Regions from separate parts of the Mus musculus genome. Here region 2 is linked to region 1. A link is a contact called in public Hi-C data. All regions are on one chromosome and are shown on one strand. Each heading gives the region's core, a stretch centred on a gene start, on an enhancer-like site or on the middle of the called end of the contact. The rest is flanking DNA. Distances are from core to core; before and after follow the strand shown.

Evidence for each region. A called contact is a pair of places that touch in the nucleus more often than the background predicts.
Region 2: a Hi-C map of the N1E-115 cell line shows a contact between it and region 1, with 2.4 times the contacts expected there. The contact joins two enhancer-like sites. A contact is called at or near these places in 1 of 39 promoter capture datasets (embryonic stem cells), 1 of 15 datasets of contacts at CTCF or cohesin (pro-B cells), 2 of 484 Hi-C or Micro-C datasets (the N1E-115 cell line and pre-pro-B cells) and 3 of 9 other capture datasets (adipose tissue, embryonic stem cells and pancreatic islet).

Annotation. Positions count from the first base shown.
Region 1 is chr2:29,368,139-29,370,654 of GRCm38.p6, forward strand. The region is part of intron 2 of Med27 (mediator complex subunit 27); the gene reads left to right. Among named protein-coding and RNA genes, the nearest start is that of Med27, 23 kb to the left of the region's middle. Within about 2 kb of position 1,258, at least 6 of the 459 cell types and tissues checked have an H3K27ac peak or open chromatin away from gene starts, as enhancers often do. A contact at or near this core is called in the N1E-115 cell line, where this site is marked.
Region 2 is chr2:29,437,116-29,439,631 of GRCm38.p6, forward strand. All of the region lies in intron 3 of Med27 (mediator complex subunit 27), which reads left to right. Among named protein-coding and RNA genes, the nearest start is that of Mir133c, 37 kb to the right of the region's middle. Within about 2 kb of position 1,261, at least 21 of the 459 cell types and tissues checked have an H3K27ac peak or open chromatin away from gene starts, as enhancers often do. A contact at or near this core is called in the N1E-115 cell line, where this site is marked.

The sequences.
Region 1 (2,516 bases), core at 8-2,507:
CTGAATGAAGGCTCTGCAGGAGCAGGAAGCGTGTCCTGAAGGTTCCACAGAGGCATGGGCCACTGCTTTGGGGATGGACCAGCACGCCCAAGCGGTGTGCAGTGCCTTTCCCCTGAAAGTGCCACTCTCCTGGCTGGTATCGGAGAAAGAGCTTCCTGAGCTGGATGTAGTGTCTGTCACAGGGTCATGCTCTACCGTCTGGCTTCATGGCAGAGACCGGATTCCTCCTCATACCATTCTTACACTAATCAAGTCATGTCAAAACAAAACCAAAAACAAGTAGAGATCAATATTTTAACTGCTTTTGTTAATGATTTTCTACCTTGAAAATGGACTTCTTTTCTAGTTCCTCAGGTAGCCCAGCAAGGAGAGCAAGTTCAACACGTGACCCTGGCTAGGCTGTGTGGCTCTGACTCTCAGTTTCCACATCTTTAACTAGGGGCATCATGGTTCTTACTGTATCAGGGCTTGGTGACAATTCCAGGAGCTAACACTGGTAAAGAATGGGCATGTTAGCTCTTACCAGTGCAGTGATGAGATGTGTTCCTGGGATGTCTGTGCTAAGAGTGTTGACCTGTGTTACCCACAGTAGGAGCAAGGGGGTAGGGTGTGGGAAATCAAGTGTCCCAGGAACACCGTACAACAGATAGGATGCCTGAGCTGTGTTGGCCAAGGCATATTAATGGCTGTTTTCTGGAGGATTTATTTCCATCGTCATGTGCAAATGACTGTGGGAGTGCAGGCTGTAATGGACCTTGTGTTTAAAGTTTCTATTGTCTTGGCTTCGCAGAGCCCCGCCTAGGCCCGCCCCTCAGATTGCCTCTCAGGCTCCAGAGGTAGTGTGTCTCTTCCTCCCATTAGCTGTCAGCTCTGATTTGGTGACTGTGAGGCCTGGCCTCAGAGCAGTTGGCAGATTGGCCTTAGGAGATGCTAGGCACTGGAGTTTGCCAGCACAATTTGTACTTTGATTAATTTATTTAATCTAACTATCTTGTATCAACCTGCAAGGATAATTATGCACAAATTACTGTTTAAACTGGAAGCTTGTCTCCCCTCCTGAGCCCCATGCTGGTCCATAGCTCTTCACCGAAGTCTTTTTGAGAGTGTTTCTTATTCTCTTGTCTTCCCCGAGATACCGGACGCTCCGAAGTGAATACTCTAGTCTGAGTTAAAAGCTGTTGAGAAAAGCAAAGCACTGCTTTGGATTCTGATCCCGTTCGTCTGTCTCTCGGGCAGAGAACTGGCTCTTTTATCTTTGCCTGTGAGTTCAATTCCATTTTCTCCCAGCTGTAAGGTTTTGTAGCTGCCTGCTGCTGCTTCAGTCTTTGAGTCAAGTGGGATTTTCAGAATGGGACTAGAGCAGGTTCCTATGTTCTTTGCAAGCATGGGGAGGGGCTGCGAGTAGCATGTGGGGGCACCCTCAAAGTTGGTTCTGTTTTATTTACTGCATTTGCTGATTATAAGGCATGCCGTTCTTTTTTTTTTTTTTTTTTTTTTTTTGAGACAGGGTTTCTCTGTATAGCCCTGCTGGCTGTCCTCGAACTCACTTTGTAGACCAGGCTGGCCTCGAACTCAGAAATCCGCCTGCCTCTGCCTCCCAAGTGCTGGGATTAAAGGCGTGTGCCACCACCGCCTGGCCATGCCATTCTTTTTGTGCTGCTTTGAAACCACCAGAGAAGGCAAGACACGGCCAGATAATTCTCAGAACCCCCTGATGGTGGGAGACATTGCCATGTCAGGTTTTAGGATAAGTGAATTATGACTTATTGATGATGGGGGTTGGCTATGCAATCTTAGCTTTTTAGGCAGTTTCACTGAAGCTGTGAAGAGGTAGGTATTTTTGCTGTTGTTCTTCAATGACCTTCAAGTGAGCTCCCAGATTACAGAGAAATGAGCAATGAGCCTTGCTTTTGGAGGTAGGAAGAGGGAGACCAGTCCCTCAACCAGCACACACACACACTCTGCTTGAGAAAATGGAAAAGATGTGTGGTACCTGTAGCCATGTGTCATGTCTGACTTTGAAATGAACACATTCAGCATGTTTTCACTTGGTTTCATAGAAGGTTTTTCCTTATAACATTTCTGTACAAGACTAAATTCTTGATATTAAAAAAGATTCTTAGGACTCAGCAAACAAGAGCAATTGCTTGGATCCGGAAGACCCAAGTTAAGTTCCCAGCACTCATATCAAGAAACTCAACAGCCTCGAACTTCATCACGAAAAGCTTATCATTGCAGCTAGTTTTTCCCCAGGGCAATTCTCTTGAGCCCAGTCTCCACTGCTGTCCTCAAGGAGATGCTGACTAAAGGGAGGTGGTAACAATGTGAGTCTGAGGGAAGAAACTTGGGAAGTCTTTTGATTTGGGACCACCTGCTGGAAAAGCCCTGTTCCTGGCTTAATTTGCTGGTCACTTGCTGGTTTGGTTTCTAGGAAACGAAATCCAGCCTTCTCATTGGCTTACATTTATGCAAGTCTAAGTAAGGCTGGATGAGGACCCATTGAAGTTACTCCTGGT
Region 2 (2,516 bases), core at 11-2,510, 69 kb after region 1:
GACATTCACATACCTCCGCATGATTGAAAATGAAAGCTTAACAGTCTCGAAAGGATGGTGCTAAATATTTACATATCTGTCTGAGGTCCACATTTTTAGATGCTAAAAATACTCATTGTTAATGATGGAGGAAGGGGCGGGTTTAAAGAAGTATTTTATATTTGTCACACCAAAGTCAGAGCCACTTCTGGCAAGTCTCCCAGGCAGTCTTTGAGATAGAAGTCCTGCTGGACTAGGAGTGGACTCTCTCCCCAAGAGTCATCACACCTGTTCCATCCTAGAGAAACGTTTGTAGGATTGCAGCATGTTGGGAAGGTTGGCCTGGAAGGTTGGCCACTGGTCTCTACATTGTAAAATCTCTGGCGATGTGATGAGGAGACTGCATCAAGAGTACAGTCGGGGCGGGGGCGGGGGGCGTGGGGAAGCAGCCCAGGCCTTTCTGCCCAGGAAGGTCTGCTTTGGCCTGGCTACGTTTGATCATCCTTGTCTGACTCGGTCAAACAATGGTGAATAGAATTTGGGGGGTAGGACTGTAAAATATGACAAGAGAGGAGGAGGAGTGACAAGCCTCATGCTGTCTGTAGTCCTGCAGCAAGGTCTCCTGGGAACTTAGCAGAGCTCAAGCCTCTGTCCATTGTACCACCCCCATGAGACTACATGGTAACGCCAATAGGTGATTAGTCTGCTTATTAAGGGGAAAAGAGCCGGGTGTGGTGGCGCACGCCTTTAATCCCAGCACTTGGGAGGCAGAGGCAGGTGGATTTCTGAGTTCAAGGCCAGCCTGGTCTACAAAGTGAGTTCCAGGACAGCCAGGGCTACACAGAAAAACCCTGTCTCAAAAAACCAAAAAAAAAAGGGGGGGGGGAAGAGGGCTGGGGCGTTGGTTCAGCAAGTGAAGCACTTGTCTTGTAAGAGTGAGAACTTCCGTTCAAATCCCCAGAGCTCATGTAATGCACATCTGTAACACCTGTGCAAGGGTGGCAAGATGGGAGACAGAGATGTTATCAGAATCATGCAGGCTAGCCAGGCTAGTTTACAAAGTGGAGAGCCAAAGATCCTCCTCAGGCAAGGACCGACCCCTAAGGTCCTCTGACCATCACATGTGTGCTATGGCACATGTGTGCTTGCATGTACATGAGCATACAAATCATACACACACATGCACAAGTTTAAAATAGAAAAAACGTTGGTTAGTGCAGTGATTGGCAAGCCAAGGCTCACTGGTGGTGCTTGCTCAATACAGTTCTGTGCATGGTCATGTCCACTCATTTGTAAATCCAAAGAGACTACACAGAGGTCAGTTTTTGCCACAGAGGTCATATGATCAGCAAAGCTAAAAGTATTTGCTTTTCTTAAAGGTCTCTGGACCTTTAAGAAAAGGACTGTTGGTCCTTGGCTTAGAGGACTAGTTCTGGTCCTGTGTCCCAGGTTCACGTCCACACCCCATCTCTTCCTGGCTATGTAATGGTGGAGCACTGTGTGCTCCCTCATGATTGTGATGCTGTTGCTCGGGGCAACTTGCTCACCCTGTCCTTCTAACACAGTGATTCCAGCTCTGGCCTAGCCCAGCTGGTCAGCTGTTCTCTGACCTTGTCTCTTGCTTGTTTACTGTAGCTCTTTTACCCTATGACCTCAGCTCACTTCCTGCCCGTTTGTGTCCTCAGTGCTCCCATGAGCAGAAGAGCTTGGCTTCTTGTGTGCATTCTGGGGCTCTGGGCTTTCGGGGTGCAGAATGGAAAGCCGCTGAGCCTTGCCAGTGCTCAGGCTGGAGTTGGTGGCTGGTGCCACTGTTCTTTATCACTCAGAACATCGCTAGACCTTGTCAGACACTGGGACACACATCCTGCTGGGATCCATCAGCCGACAGATAGACTGCCACACATGGAAGAGTGCACAGAGTATGCAAGACGTAGATATTCTGTGTGTGGGAGTGGGCCTTTCCCCAGGTGACTTCCTACTGATTGAAATCCTCTCTTTCTCTAACACTTCAAAATAAAGTGGGAAGGAAATGGGGTCAGTTGTTAAATTTGGTTGGAAATCTGAGGCCTGATTTTTCTTAGAAAGTGTGCCAGTCCCTTACCTGGCAGTGTGCCCTTCTTTCCATATCTCTTGCTGTCTTCAGTGACTGGAGGCCTGCAGAGCTGGTTATAAGTTACCATTCTTCTTACCTCAAATCCTGCTTTGCTCTCATTGTATTAGTGTGTTAAATATCTTCTTGCTATCATGGATGCAAATGAGCATCAGTATGTACAAGAGTACACACATTCACACACACACACACACTGTGAATCTCGAGCCCTTCCTGATGCTCTTCCCTCTCCTGGGAGCGCAATAGCACCAGTCAGGGTTGGTGCCCACAAATGGCCACATTTTAAAATAAACCAGGGAGAGGACTCAGCATCTGCGCCTCGTGTGTGCTTGACTTCTTCATTATCAGAAATAGTATTTTAGTTTGCTCTTGGCCCAGGGGCCCAGATTGCAGCTGTCCAAATGGCTGATGCCTGTTTTGAAGGAGA